Regions from separate parts of the Mus musculus genome. Here regions 2 and 3 are each linked to region 1. The links are chromatin contacts, called in public Hi-C and promoter capture Hi-C maps. All regions are on one chromosome and are shown on one strand. The core of a region is the stretch at or near the end of the contact, and the rest is flanking DNA. Distances in the headings are between cores, read along the strand shown. Region 1 holds the start of Esyt2 (extended synaptotagmin-like protein 2). Region 2 overlaps Esyt2 (extended synaptotagmin-like protein 2). Region 3 overlaps Wdr60 (WD repeat domain 60).

What was found. Promoter capture Hi-C pulls out the DNA fragments that hold promoters and counts their contacts. Hi-C and Micro-C count contacts between places; a contact is called where the count stands out from the background.
Region 2: a contact with region 1 is called in a Hi-C map of CD8 T cells, with 2.5 times the contacts expected there. The contact joins the enhancer-like site here to the promoter of Esyt2 in region 1. A contact is called at or near these places in 4 of 39 promoter capture datasets (the 3T3-L1 cell line, the C10 cell line and the HPC-7 cell line), 2 of 15 datasets of contacts at CTCF or cohesin (the NIH/3T3 cell line and large pre-B cells), 40 of 484 Hi-C or Micro-C datasets (8-cell embryo, the C2C12 cell line, CD4 T cells and 24 more), 15 of 115 datasets of contacts at active chromatin or transcription factors (the 230-238 cell line, CD8 T cells, the HPC-7 cell line and 10 more) and 3 of 9 other capture datasets (adipose tissue, liver and pancreatic islet).
Region 3: a contact with region 1 is called in a promoter capture Hi-C map of 3T3-L1-derived adipocytes, with 2.2 times the contacts expected there. The contact joins the enhancer-like site here to the promoter of Esyt2 in region 1. A contact is called at or near these places in 10 of 39 promoter capture datasets (the 3T3-L1 cell line, 3T3-L1-derived adipocytes, the C10 cell line and 4 more), 1 of 15 datasets of contacts at CTCF or cohesin (the NIH/3T3 cell line), 2 of 484 Hi-C or Micro-C datasets (Sertoli cells and cardiomyocytes), 6 of 115 datasets of contacts at active chromatin or transcription factors (the SCID.adh cell line, double positive thymocytes, embryonic stem cells and 2 more) and 3 of 9 other capture datasets (adipose tissue, liver and pancreatic islet).

Annotation. Positions count from the first base shown.
Region 1 is chr12:116,279,289-116,283,680 of GRCm38.p6, reverse strand. Esyt2 (extended synaptotagmin-like protein 2) reads right to left here and starts at 2,459. Exons shown (of 22, transcript NM_028731.5): 1 at 2,009-2,459. The coding sequence starts at 2,338.
Region 2 is chr12:116,311,983-116,316,401 of GRCm38.p6, reverse strand. All of the region lies in intron 1 of Esyt2 (extended synaptotagmin-like protein 2), which reads right to left. Among named protein-coding and RNA genes, the nearest start is that of Esyt2, 33 kb to the right of the region's middle. Within about 2 kb of position 2,376, at least 18 of the 459 cell types and tissues checked have an H3K27ac peak or open chromatin away from gene starts, as enhancers often do. A contact at or near this core is called in CD8 T cells, Th17 cells, regulatory T cells and 1 more, where this site is marked.
Region 3 is chr12:116,228,830-116,233,363 of GRCm38.p6, reverse strand. Wdr60 (WD repeat domain 60) reads left to right here. Exons shown (of 22, transcript NM_146039.3): 9 at 1-47; 10 at 658-769; 11 at 1,587-1,675; 12 at 3,654-3,783. Among named protein-coding and RNA genes, the nearest start is that of Wdr60, 32 kb to the left of the region's middle. Within about 2 kb of position 1,658, at least 63 of the 459 cell types and tissues checked have an H3K27ac peak or open chromatin away from gene starts, as enhancers often do. A contact at or near this core is called in 3T3-L1-derived adipocytes, adipose tissue, cardiomyocytes and 1 more, where this site is marked.

The DNA.
Region 1 (4,392 bases), core at 1,210-3,709:
GCACATATCTGTAGTCCCACCACTGTAGCTGAGGAAACCTTGTCTCCAAACAACCAACCCAAACAAACAAAACTCTGCACGGGGTTGTTAATGTAGTTCAGTGGTAGACCACTTTACTATTGCTATGGAAGCCTTAGGTCTGACCCTAATACTAAAAAACAAAAAACAATTAGAAACAAAAATAAAAACAAGAAAACTGACCAATTATCTTTTTATTCCATTAAAATTTTGGCTCATTATGGCAGCAACTGTATTTTATTTCCTTTGTGAAAACATTTGCACTTTGCAAACAGTGTTTTAAAAGCTAGTTTATATCAGTTGCTCAATAATTAAGTATTTTTGGAAGTCAGCACCACCCTGCTCCTGAAGACTTCAGTCTTACTTATGTTGTTTATTGGTCATTTAACTACTAGTTTTTAACCAGCTTTCTGGCAGCATTTAATTTAGTGTGGCAGAAACACAAGACACCACTACTGCATTCTACAGTATACCACTGTTTCTTGTTTGTTCTCACCTTAGCTACTCTAACTTCCTGTTTTTTTATATTCCTTTACTGCTAGCTAAATGGTATCTCATATCAGTTACTTTCATTTTCCAAAACACTCCTGTCCTATACATTCACTATGTATCTGCAGGTCTTTTAAGTTTCAAAAGTGCTTCACCATTACAGTTCTAACTTCAGTTGTTAACTGTCATCACGAAGCGCTACCTATTATGTTCCTCTTGGTTTAGGGAACTCTTCCTCTTTAATTCTTGTTTTTTGATACTTGTTCCACATAGTCCATGCCATATTTCACAGGTGTTTCCTAGCTGGAAAGGAGGAACATTCTCCAAGTTCTTTCTCCATTTAAATTCCTTCTTTCTACCTTTCAAAACTTACCACTACCTACTTCCACAGACATTTACATCAAGCCTAACATTGTGCAACATTTATCTTAAAATATGCACTATTTCCTTCTATCTGAAACTATGACACTAACTCTTTGCTAAGAAAGACAGTGAAGAGAAAAAGATGATAATGCCTTCTCCAATAGGTTCAAATACTCAATAAGTAAAAAGCAATTTTAGGAAAAAATAATCAATACCATAACTTATCATTACTGTTAACACTTTCAAAATCTCCCTCTATATATGTTAGATCCTGGATATTAAATGATCATATCAAAGTGCCTAGTCTTCCCTCTGGTATTTTAAACAATGAAACAAACATTTCAATTCTTCTAACATAAGCTTTTCAGGAACACTTCAATCGTGTTAGACACAACTAAGAAATGAATGAGTCTTCCTGATTTTTTTAATTAACTTCTCCCCATATTGGCTGTCACTACTTTTTAAATCAGAAAGGAGAATCTGGACGGTTCCAGGCCTGCAGCGCCATGCTTGCAAAAGGTTTACAGAATCGCTCTGGACAACTGAGATCTCATCGCCCACCAAGTGTGCTTCTGGGCGGTAGTCACTGCCAGCATGAGAGGAGGAAGAGGCCCAGCAACTAACAATGACCAGTTCTGCCAAGTTAGGAAGTATTCACTACCTGCGCACTTTGCTAGCGATGGGCGAGGAGGACTGAAAGCCAGGAAGAGGACTGAGAGCGGACACTCTCGGAGCAGATAATGACCAGGACACCTCGCCCAGGATGAGGGTGGGGACAGCAATAAGGACACCTGACTTAGGTGGGGGAGGCGGTGCGCTGACACAAGTGAGACTCGGACGCAGACCGTCGCTCAGAGCCGGGGTGGGCCACAGTGGCCAGAACTCCCGAGGAAAGCAGGTGGGCAGAGTGCTGACAGCAGACAGCAGTTTACAGCAGGAGAGGCAGACAGCAGTAAGGTCGCACACCTGACTCGGTCCGGGATCCTGGTTGTGCGGATCCCGGATCGGACGGAGATTCGGAACAAGCGGTGGCTGACACTTCACTCGGGCTGGGGCTTGAGTTCCCCACCCGTCACTGAGAAGGGGAGAAGGGTGGTGCGGACCTGACTCCGCTCAGGTCTGGGGGGGCAACACTCACCCAGGCGGGCAGGTCGCAGGCGCGCACTCCCAGGCGCACAGCTTGCTCCTCGTCCTCCAACAGCGCCAGCGCGCGGCACAGGCGGCTGGCCTTGAGGCCGCGGCTCCGGCGGCACCAGGCGAGCAGCCCGAGCGCCAGCAGCACCCAACTGAAGCTCAGCCCCAGGTAGCCCAGGGCGTACACCGGCAGCAGCAGCGCGAAGCTGCGCGCCAGCTGCCCCAGCAGCCCCGGCAAGTCCACACTCAGAGCGCTGCCCGGGGCCTCGGGCTCGGAGCGGCCCCCAGCCCGGCCAGGACCGGCCTCCGGCCCCTCGCCCCCCGCGCTACTCATCTCCAGCCGCGCTGAGCACTCCTCCCTGCCGAGGCGGGCGCGGCTCTCCCACGGACCGCAGGTCGCTCTAGCCCGCGCGCCAGCGCCCCACTGAGGGGGACCGCGGGCTCCACCGCTCCACTCCTCAAACGGGCGGGACTTGCCGTCATCACAGTGCGCAGGGCCCTCCCCCACCGAGGCCTCTCCCAGAGAGGGGCTTGCTCGGGCTGAGTGCGTGGTTTGGTGACGCAATCAGCATGCGCCCGACTCTTCCTCACTGGGATCCACTGTTCAGAGACAGCCGACCCTGAAAGAATCTAGGGCGGGGCGACGTGTCAGTCGCCAACCGGATCCCGCTCCCTCGTCCGCGCCCTCAGGAAAGATCCCCCGGCGGCGAATGGTCTGTGCCTGGTGTCATCGCGCGGTCGGACCCGCCTCTGCGCTGGGGTTGCTGTGCTGCTACTCTCCGGTCGTTACACCAAGAAGGGGCTGCAGGCGAAGCCATCACGCCAGGCAGGCCCCGCCCCTAACCTGTGAGGGCGGTTCGGTCTGCGCCCTCGGAGGGTGGGCGCCGCGCCAGGGGGACACACCCGGACTTGGCTCGCAGGGACGGCCGGAGAGGGAGGTGTGGCTTCCGCGGGTGTTGGAAGGGAGCAATGGCCCTGACTAGTGGGAAGGCTAGCGGGCTGAGTCCTTTCCAGCTTAGCGGAGAGCTCGGCGTTCGTCAGCCAACCTCTTGCCTGTCCTAGCTCCCTGGCGGAGAACTTGAACTTGCAGGTTCCTAGGGTGAGAGGATGGCTCCTGGGCCTGCCTCTGTGGAATGAGAACTTTGCGCCTGCTGCAGTAAAATTTACCTTGAGGCCTTACTGTGTGGTGGCGCCTCTGGGTCTAGTACTCCTTCAGGTCTGACTTCCCAAACAAAATGGCCCCAGTGAGCTTAGGAAAGCACAGTTGTCATGAAGATTTAAAAAAAAAAAAAAAAAAAAAAAAGGCAGCCAGGGTCCACCACCCCCTACCCCCGTCAAGGCCAAACTCTTAGGGGACATCTGAGGGGACATATGTGAAGCTTGCAAAAAAGAAAAAGGAAAAAAGGGAAGTAAGGAAAGGGAAGAGAAGAGAAAAAAAGACATCTGCTTTAAAGTTTGCTAAAGAGGAGCTGGAGAGATGGCCCAGCACCTGAGAACCCAATTCCTGAGTCAATTCCCAAAATCCACATCTGGCTGTTCACATGCACCTGTATCTAAAGCTCCATGGGATCTAATACCTCTGGTCTTCACAATCGCCTGTACACACACACACACACACACACACACACACAGAGGCATAATTTTTAAGAAAATTTTCCAGGAGGATAATTCCACGACTATGATTGTGGAATGTTGCAGATTCAGAGCCAAGTTATCCTGGGTCATACTTTGTTCCATTAGTAGCCATTCATTGCCCATCTCTTGTGTCTGATTTTATGCCACAATCCTTGTGATTCAAATATTAACCCACCACTACCTTGCACCAACACAAAGCTACCAGTGTCATCAGTATCTGAAACCTACAGAAAACAAAGTTCCCACTTTTCTGCAACCTGATGTTTTTGATTCACCAATGTATTTGAAAAAATAAATGCCTTGGTTTATGTAGTAAGTTCTGAATGAACAAATAAATGCAAATAAATAAATAAATGCAAAGTCACCTGTGGAAGATTTTCCCGTGAGTATGTGTGAATATGTATTACAGCATTTCAGAGACATGCCATGTTTGAAAGAGAGCAGTAGTCTGCTCGACAAAGGGCAATAAACCAAGCAAAGTGTCATAGAGTGCTATTGCTGTGGGGAGACTCCATGACCATGGCAACTTATAAAAGGAAACATTTAATTGGGGCTGGCCTACAGTTTCAGAGATTGAGTACATTATCATCATGGTAGGAAGCTCGGTGGCATGCAGGCAAATATGGCACTGTAGAAGCAGCTGTGAGATCCACATCCAGATCTGCCCACAGCAGGAAGAGAGAAGCCCTGGGCTCCTAATGGGTTTTTTGAAACCTCAATATCCACCCCCAGTGACACACTTCCTCCAGCAAG
Region 2 (4,419 bases), core at 1,127-3,626, 33 kb before region 1:
ACCACGAAACATGCTAGAGTGAGTAGAAACTGTTATTTCTAAATTAGATAAGCATAAATGCATTGGGGTGGGGTGGGGTACAAAAGCCTTCCAAAATTGAGACAATGACTTAGAAGTTGGGGAAGACAACATTCAATGAGCTAAAGGGTCAGTCGGCGGACTGTTGTACATGTTTGCTTAACTCTTGATGCTATGCTCTGTCATCAAAGGGGCAAATTTTAACCCAAGTCAACCATTTTCCCTAAGGGACAGGATGAAAGAAAGTTCATGGTTACAATGAGGTGAGCAGACAGTCTTGTTAGATTTATCAAATCAGCTCACAAAATTAATTCATTTGCTATCAGTACACTGTCATTTCTTTGTATTACTTTGAAGTAGTTTAGTAGTCAAATCAGGATTGGGACAGTGAGTGGCAGGCAGAGCATTAAAGCAGGTATTTAGATCCTTCTAATTTATTGTGAGGCTCTCTCCCAGTCTACATTTTCCCTCTAAATCAACCAACCACTGGAGGCAACAGATAGATCAAAAGGCAAGTATTGGGTATCTTCTGTTCACTGTCATGGAAACTTCTGCAGCGCAGATGTACCATACTTTCTGTAATTTCAGAGTGAATACCGCAGTGCCGTTTCTGTAGGGCCTAACTCCTGAATATTCTTGCCCTTTGATGTCTGATTGTTCTCACCTGCTTCCCCAAAAGGCCTCTCCTTGCCTGGCCTCCCAACTACTAAATTTAGCTAACAGAGCACTATTCTAGAAAACAGGAACTTCCTTTTCAAGTCACCTTACTGAAGACTTTGATGCCTGAGTGTTTATCAAATAATTTTAACTTCCTTAGCTTGAGCTTCAAAGGCAGTGCAGTCACATTTTCTCTGGGTCACAGCTCAAAGACCCACCTTTATATATCCTGTTGACTACAGCCAGAGCAGCCATGGCTGTGGACATGGAATGATGCTCTTCCCCACCTTCTTCTCCTGACAGCCCTTCCCTAAGAACCAGCTCACTTTAGCTTTGGTCAGCTTCACACAACACTTTACCACCTAAAGACCAACAGTCCTCCACTGAGGTGCTGCAACTCTCTGTAAGTCAACATTTGTCACAACATGACACACAGTACATTACACTACATCTTATTTGTAAATACCATCAAATGAACTTCCAGATTCCAATAATGTCTTCAAAAAGTTTAAGGAGGACTACGTCCTGTAATACAAGCTACAGTCAGATCTCCAACCAATAAAAAGGGGTTAATAGGGACCATGGAATCTTAAAATATTGTTTGCATAGACATATATGTGTTTATATTTGTGTCTCTGTACATATGTATAAATATGTAAATACATAAATATATGTAAATATATGCATAGAACACAAAAAATATGTACTGAACCAGGAACAAAAAAAAAAAAACCCGAATTTTGATTTTCTTTTCTGTTGTTACAGTTTAACTCTTTGTGACAACCAAAAAATTAATTTGCTAATCATTACTTTAAGATCAAGAAATATTGCAAGCTAGGTGTTGGCATACATCTACAATCCTAGCACTAAAGGAGGCAAGAAGGGATAAGCCTGGGTTACGAAGGAGATACTGTCTCAAATCAACAAGGGAAGAAAAAGAAAACAAAAGAAAATGTGGACACTTGTGAACCCTGACTTTCCCCAGTGTTTTTCCTGCCCACATGCTGAACCATGCTCTACCTTAAGAACTCATATATTCATCATTTAGAGACTTGTGTTAGAGAAGGAAGAGCACTGTTTAGGGATCTGATCTTACCTGGATGGTTCCCTAACATTCCACAACTAGACAGCATGTAGCTCCTAAAGCCCTTTGTAGACAAGGATACTAGTGAAACAGGATAGAAAGCAAAGAAAAAAATTAAAGGGACATGAGAATGAAAAGAGCCCTCACTTCAACCTGAATCATGTTTGAGTAATTAATTCATCTGTTTAGAGTCAAGAATTTACACAGAACCAATGAAACTACTGCTTGCAAGTCTGACTCTACCACAAGAAGCAATCTTATATTCAAAACATAACACAAACCTTTGTAACCTTTGACTTTCAAAATTTTAGAACTCCTTTTTCATCTGTAAACCTACTAAATAATATGCCTTGTAAACCACCTTAAAGCCGCTCTTGAAAGCAAAGAAAATTCTTTAGATAAGAGAAGTAAACGTAGCTTAAACTTAAATTTTAAACTTTATTTAATCTTTAAATTTGTTACAAAGCTATACATTCCAACCTTCTTACTGCTTATACTCTTGGGTGTATGAATTTGATGCCTGCACTCTAATGTGTACTCTCCTCTACTTAATGAACTCAACTTTACTTCAGACTGAATAATGCTGACTGAATCTGTAGTAGCAGGAAGTCAACATCCTGGCAGTGTCTGGGTGGGTAGAGGCTGCTGAAGGTAAGTCGAGGTGCACCACTGGTAAGGAGTTGTAACTAGGGAATCTTTTGTTTCATTTTTATTTTTTGACACAGTGGGTCCCTGGCTGATAGCTGCTCATTGTCAAGACCAACCTGTTCTTGAACTCACAGAGATATGCCTGTCTCTGCCTCCCATTTTACTGAGATAAAATGTACAGATTCTGTCCCCAGAACCTTTTGTTTTAAATTTGACCTTTGACCCCGGGTTTCACACTTAAAACTCCTAAATACTCTTGAATTTCCTGACAGACAGGTACATCCCTTCTTCCAATCAGGTGACTCTTGCTGGACTCATGGTTTCAGGATAGGGTTAGATGAAATAAGGGAAGAACTTCCCCCTTTACTCTACTGGGGGAAGTGGGTAGAGGTTGAGCCAATCACTAATGGAATATGATTTAATCAATTACAACTATTTAATGAAACATCCTTTTAAGCTATTTAACAAAACAAAAGGACAGGGTTGTAAAGATTCCAGGCTGCACAACATGTGGGTTTTCCTGGAGGGGACAGTGAAGTTCTGTGTTCCCTTCCAGACTGTCCCCTATGTTTCTCTTCATCTGATTGGTTATCTATATGCTTTGTAATAGCCCTGACAATAAAGCAGTAAACATATTTCTAAGTTCTATAAGACATCCTAACAAATTAATAGAATCAACATAGGAATTGTAGGAACCCATGACATACATTCACATCAAACACACATGACAAGTTACTACATGCAACTGGCTCCTAAATGGGGAAGAGAATTGTGGGATGTAGTTCTTAGTTTGTAACACCCAACACTAACTTCATGTAGACAATGTCAGAAACAAACTGAAGTATAGGATACCCAGACAGTGCCTGCTGGAGAACTTCTTGGCTATAGGAAACCTCTCTACCCACCTCATTTGGTGACCTGAGGTAAAGTATTCTACTGAATATGAGTGTAAGAAAAGGGTTCAAAAATTAAAATATTTGTTATATCAGACCAAACAGAGGGGAGAGGGAAGAAAGGAGAATAGATTAGAATGAGAATTCTAAGTCTCTGTGGCTGACCTGGAGAAGGAAGGAAGAGAATTTTTAAGTCGGGCGGTGGTGGCGCACGCCGTTAATCCCAGCACTTGGGAGGCAGAGGCAGGTGGATTTCTGAGTTCAAGACCAGCCTGGTCTACAGAGTGAGTTCCAGGACAGCCAGGGCTACACAGAGAAACCCTGTCTCGAAAAACCAAAGAGAGAGAGAGAGAGAGAGAGAGAGAGAGAGAGAGAGAGAGAGAGAGAGAGAGAGAGAGAGAGAGAGAGAGAGAGAGAGAGACATCTCATCTAACATCTACAGTTCTCTCCCCTGTGCTTTCCATGTGCAAAAGATACAAGAAGCCATGTGCATCTCTGTATGTCCTGTGGGCTGTACCAGACAGGAAAATGAACAGAGATCTAGGGCCTGGAGAAAAACAGCAAACACTCAAGTCGACAGAATGCCTATACATATAAAATAAACAAATAAAATTGTTTTTTTTTTAATCCACAAGGTTATAATTTTGTTAGTGGTTTGTGTCATAATAATGTAGACTTTGGTCATTATAAGCATGTAACCTGACACACTAAATACTTCTCAGGCTGCTTCCAAACCAGAACATTCAAAATTCTCTCCTAGGTGCTTAGCTACTTAGGAGAAATTTCCTTAAGGCATATGAAACTGCATTAGCCTCTCTCAGTTTTTTACCTGAGACCATAGGCGACCACAATCACTCTATTATATTCTCACAAAGTGGGGCTAACAGAGTTAAGGTAAAAATTTGACTTTCCTATGTTACTGCAAACTGCAAAGGTCTGACTCAAGGACTAGCTGCTTAAGAAGGCCAACAGGCTGAGCTTGGGAGGAGGTGTAGCTCTGACTCCTGATAGCTGAAGGAGGAACAGGAGGTAACAGAAGTGTCTGCTGTATACCAGTGTGTTCAAAGCCATATGTCTAAAAAGTATTCATCTTTGATAATTCACTATGTCTTTGTTATA
Region 3 (4,534 bases), core at 409-2,908, 50 kb after region 1:
AGTATGACATGTACATTAGGAACTTTGGGAAAAAAAATACCAAGCAGGTTAGTGCTACCTAACTGATAAAATGAAAGTACAGTATAAATGCATGTGCCTTGTGTCTACTCTGCAATATTAGAATTGGAAATGGCCTCTGAAGGCAGTAGTCAGGAGAAAGCGTGTGCTTCACAACTTGGTACTCATAAACTCAAAGAATGCAAAGTCTAACATAGCCTCTTGGGGCATGATAAATAATTGGTACAGATGACAGGTCCTTAGTTTCTTTTATGTTGAATTTTTGCTCACAAGCCCGTCTTAGCAGGCAAATCTTAGCAGCAGGAGCCTGATAGAAGTAGTAGTCATGCTACATCCGCAGTCAGAAGAGCAGAGTAATAGCTGCGTGCATAGTCATACTAAGTTCATTTTCTCCAATTTCTATACAGTTCAGGACCCAAGCCCAGGGATTGTGTCAGCTGCTTTTAGGCAGGATTTCCCACATCAATTAATATTTGAAAGTCCCCCACAGGCTAACCTTATCCCAACCCCAAGTATACTTTACTTTTTAAAAAAAGTGTATTAGGTCTTTTAAAAATGTCGTTACTTTTATTTTAAGTAATGGCAAATTGATCTGAAATTGAAACTAGATGTTAATTCTAAGCTACTTTTGCCTCTAAGGCGTATGTTCAGTACAATGAAGATAATGTTGAGAGAGACATTCAGACTGAAGATATAGAAACCAGGGAAGTATGGACCCAACACCCAGGAGAAGGCACGGCTGTATCTGGAGGTAACTGGTTGGATGTCTACTCTCTTCACAGTATGTTTTGATTTGTTTTGTTTTTATGTAACTCCTTTTATCCCAGTGTTGTTTTTGATGAGGTTTTAAGTATATGACTGTGGAAGTAACCTTTTAATATTCCTTTGAAAAAACAAATTAGCTCATGAATGAGATCAGAGCTGTTGAATCACAGGGAATCATTAAATTGGCCTGAACCCTAGTCTGATCCCTGAGAGGATTTGTAGTGCCATGGGGAAGATACTGTCCTCCAAATACTCACGATATAACTTCACCCCACACCTGCAGGACAGACTCTGCTCTGAGAACAACACAGTTTATTCTCATCAGTGTGTTGTCATTTTGAAGTGCAGTTTCAAGATGTGTTCCATCAGTGCAGTTTAGCAGTCTCTAAGATACAGGCATCTGCAGCTGTTCACATAGAATTTACTTTACTCATTGACCTTTTTTTTAAAAAAAAAATTTTTTTAAAAGGAATTTTCTATATGGCTTCACCATAAGAAAGCTCCAGGGTTGGTTTCTCTTACTGCCGGTGCCCTGCACCCTAGGTGTTGCAGATTTCTCATCTTTAGATGCTTGATCTGTAACCTAAAACTCACACCAAACACACTGGTTCTTTTTAGTGCATTCCTCGTGGCCGTTGACGAGGATTCAGTCTCTGAACTTCCTGTAAAGCAGTGTGAAGTTGGGAGACAGTGTTGACTTTTCTCCAGGTTCTCCGTATCTGTGGCACTGCTTCAATACTGTGATTTGAAAAGCTTCACTGTTTTGGAGTCAACTTTATTGACTTAAAAAACCTGTATTTTAGGTAGCGAAGAAAAAGACTTCTCTGATGTCACAGTTGTACCGAAGATCGACACTCCGAGGTTGGCTAACTTTCTCCGGGCAGCGTGCCAGGTACTTTCTGTGCTGCGTGTCCTCTTCTGGGAATTAGCGCTCAGGGTTCACTGTGTTGTCCTTGTGGCTTAAAATCAGTTCTTTGTCCTCAAGTATTATTTTCTTACAGATTATCAGTAAAACATTCATATAAGTCCATGCACAACAACACTAGGTAAATATAGGTCACTGAAAATTCTGTTAGTTTTGGGTTCTATACTATAATTTCCTACAGTTGAAAATAACAACAAACTCTTAAGCCAAGTATGTTAAACTGGTAAAGCAAGTATAAACCTGCACAGTATTTGTAAATAATAAACAACTGGCCATGGGAAGCTTTCAAGTACATAACCATGTACCACAGCAGACCTCCCTCATCTGACTTGTTATTCACTCTCCTTTTCATTATTTACCTGGTTATTTTGCAACTGACTCTAATCATCATATTTCAGTATAAATTTCTAAAAGAAAAAGATCTTTTGTTGATGTAAAAAGGCACAGTGTCTCAAAGGGAATATGAAAGTTTACGTTGCAGCCAAATACCAGAGATATAGGTTACCCTAAATACCATGTTTCAACATGGTGAACATTTCCGCTAAGTTTCTAGTTACAGATCAAGAGTGAATCTTAAACCAAAGCACTTTTCAGATATGTTGTAAGAACAATGGGTAGGAGGGATACAACAGCATGAGGAAGTCTGTGCTGGAGGCCCCAGACACTGTCTGATGACAGTCTTAGTCATAAAGACAAGCATAAAGGTGGGCAATGCAAGGCTCTCAGGAGGCCTAAAGATAGATAGCATAAGAGGATTTGTTTGTGACTTGTAATATTACAGCTCTCCACAATCACAAAGTTCTTTAACACAGGTGTGACCTACTAACATTGGTAATTTCTAATATATTAAGATACGAAGTTGATGTTCTAATCTCTATGTTGTCTCAAACTTTTTATATAAACTTAGAATTTAAATGTGGAGCAGACATAAACAGCCTAATAATGTTAAGCCTGGACAGGCTGATTTGGAATAAGCCTGTTTATCAGACTGTTATGTTAGAAATAGGATTAGGCTTGACATATTTGTTATTATTATTAGATTCTGTTTTAGTATAAAGTTCTTGCAACTATAAGAAGAGAGTCCTCAGTGCAGCGCAGTGAAGAGGGAGAGGAGCTGTAACTAGGCAGTGACAGGGATGGGTACAGGAGCCTGCTGCAGCCCTGCTTGCTTGGCTTCTACGGCAGTGACAGGTTAGGGAGCCTGCTCCCATGGTGTCTGTGCTCCCATGGTATCTGTGCATGGCACATCTCTGTCCAACCTACATGCAATCCTGCCAGTCCTTGAGTCATGTCTTTTGCTTCCTTTCCCCATTTCTGCTAATTCTTAAGTCTTTTCACGTTCTAGAGATGACCTAGTTGGAGCCACTGCAGGCATTTAATGCTGACTTAGAGTCAGTGAGTGATGGTTGCCTGTGCTTCTCCTTAGCACTTTGTTTGCTTGAGGGTGTTAGATGTCCAGGCTGCCTCCTCCTCTGAAGTTTTAATTATATTTAATGAAGGAAACAACATGTAATATGAAATAATGGCATACTGTGACATTATATTAGTTTGCTGTTATTATTATACAAAAAGATACTTTTATTTTTAAAGTTATAGTATGGTGGAGCCAAACATTTATTTGTAGAAATGAAATCTACAAAAGGTAATTTTTAACCAAAGGATAGCATGCTGTTAGTGTTTTAAGAAGTATGGCTTACCTTGGGGGTGGTTTTTCTTTTTAAAAATATATTTTTTATTTTATGTGTATGGATATTGCCTGCTTATACATCTGTGAACCATATGTGTGCATTCTGGTCTTGCAGAGGCCAGAGGAGACCCTGGATTGGGGTTACAGCCAGTTGTGTGCTACCATGTAGGAGCTGGGAATTGAACCCAGGTCTCCTGGAAGGGAGTGCTCTTCAGTACTGAACCATCTCTCCAGGCTCTGCTTACTTGTCTTTCAAAGGTGGTTGCTGTATTGCTTGAAGAGGACCGTTTGGCAGCTGGACCCAGCTGGATTCCCCGGGCTCAAGACAAAGCTCTCAACATCAGTGACAGCTCATCTCAACTGAACACAAGCCTACCGTTTCTTCAGAGTAAGAGGTTTTTTTTCTGATATTGGTTTATAGCTAAACACAAACATTTTTATTAGAACACTGATCATTAATGTAATGTTATATAGTTTAAATGTGATGGGATTTATTTTCTATAAAATAGAAACACTCAATGCCTGCAGAATTGCAAATACATGGGGTGTATTCTTTTCTTAAATATGTTTATGATTTATGATTTTCTTAACTAGAAGAGACCTGACAGCAATTTAGATTAGTGAACTTATTTAGTAAGTGGAAACTGAGATTGTCCATGTTTGTTTTAAGTCCTATAATTTCTCTCAGGTAGTCACTCAGGTAATGCCCAGCTATGGAAATGGTAAACAAAGAAAGCCTGGAGTCAGAGTATTTAAATTAGTTTAAACAAACTTCATTTGCAGAGTCAAATTTGAATTTTTATCTCATTTATCTATCTATCTATCTATCTATCTATCTATCTATCTATCTATCTATCTATCTATCTATCTATCTATTTATGGTTTTTCAAGACACACTCTCTCAGTATAGCACTGACTATCCTGGTACTAGCTCCATAGACCCATGCTGGCCTCAAATGTGTGGAGATCTGCTGGTCTCTTGTCTTTCAAGTGCTAGGATCAAAGGCTTGTGCCACCACAGCCTGACTGTTTTGAGTCACTGTGTCAGTTGTTAGGCTGGCTGTGAACTCTTGAGCATCCTGCCTTGGTCTCCCCAGAGATGTATGCTCACATACCTATGTCCATTTAATAAATCTTTA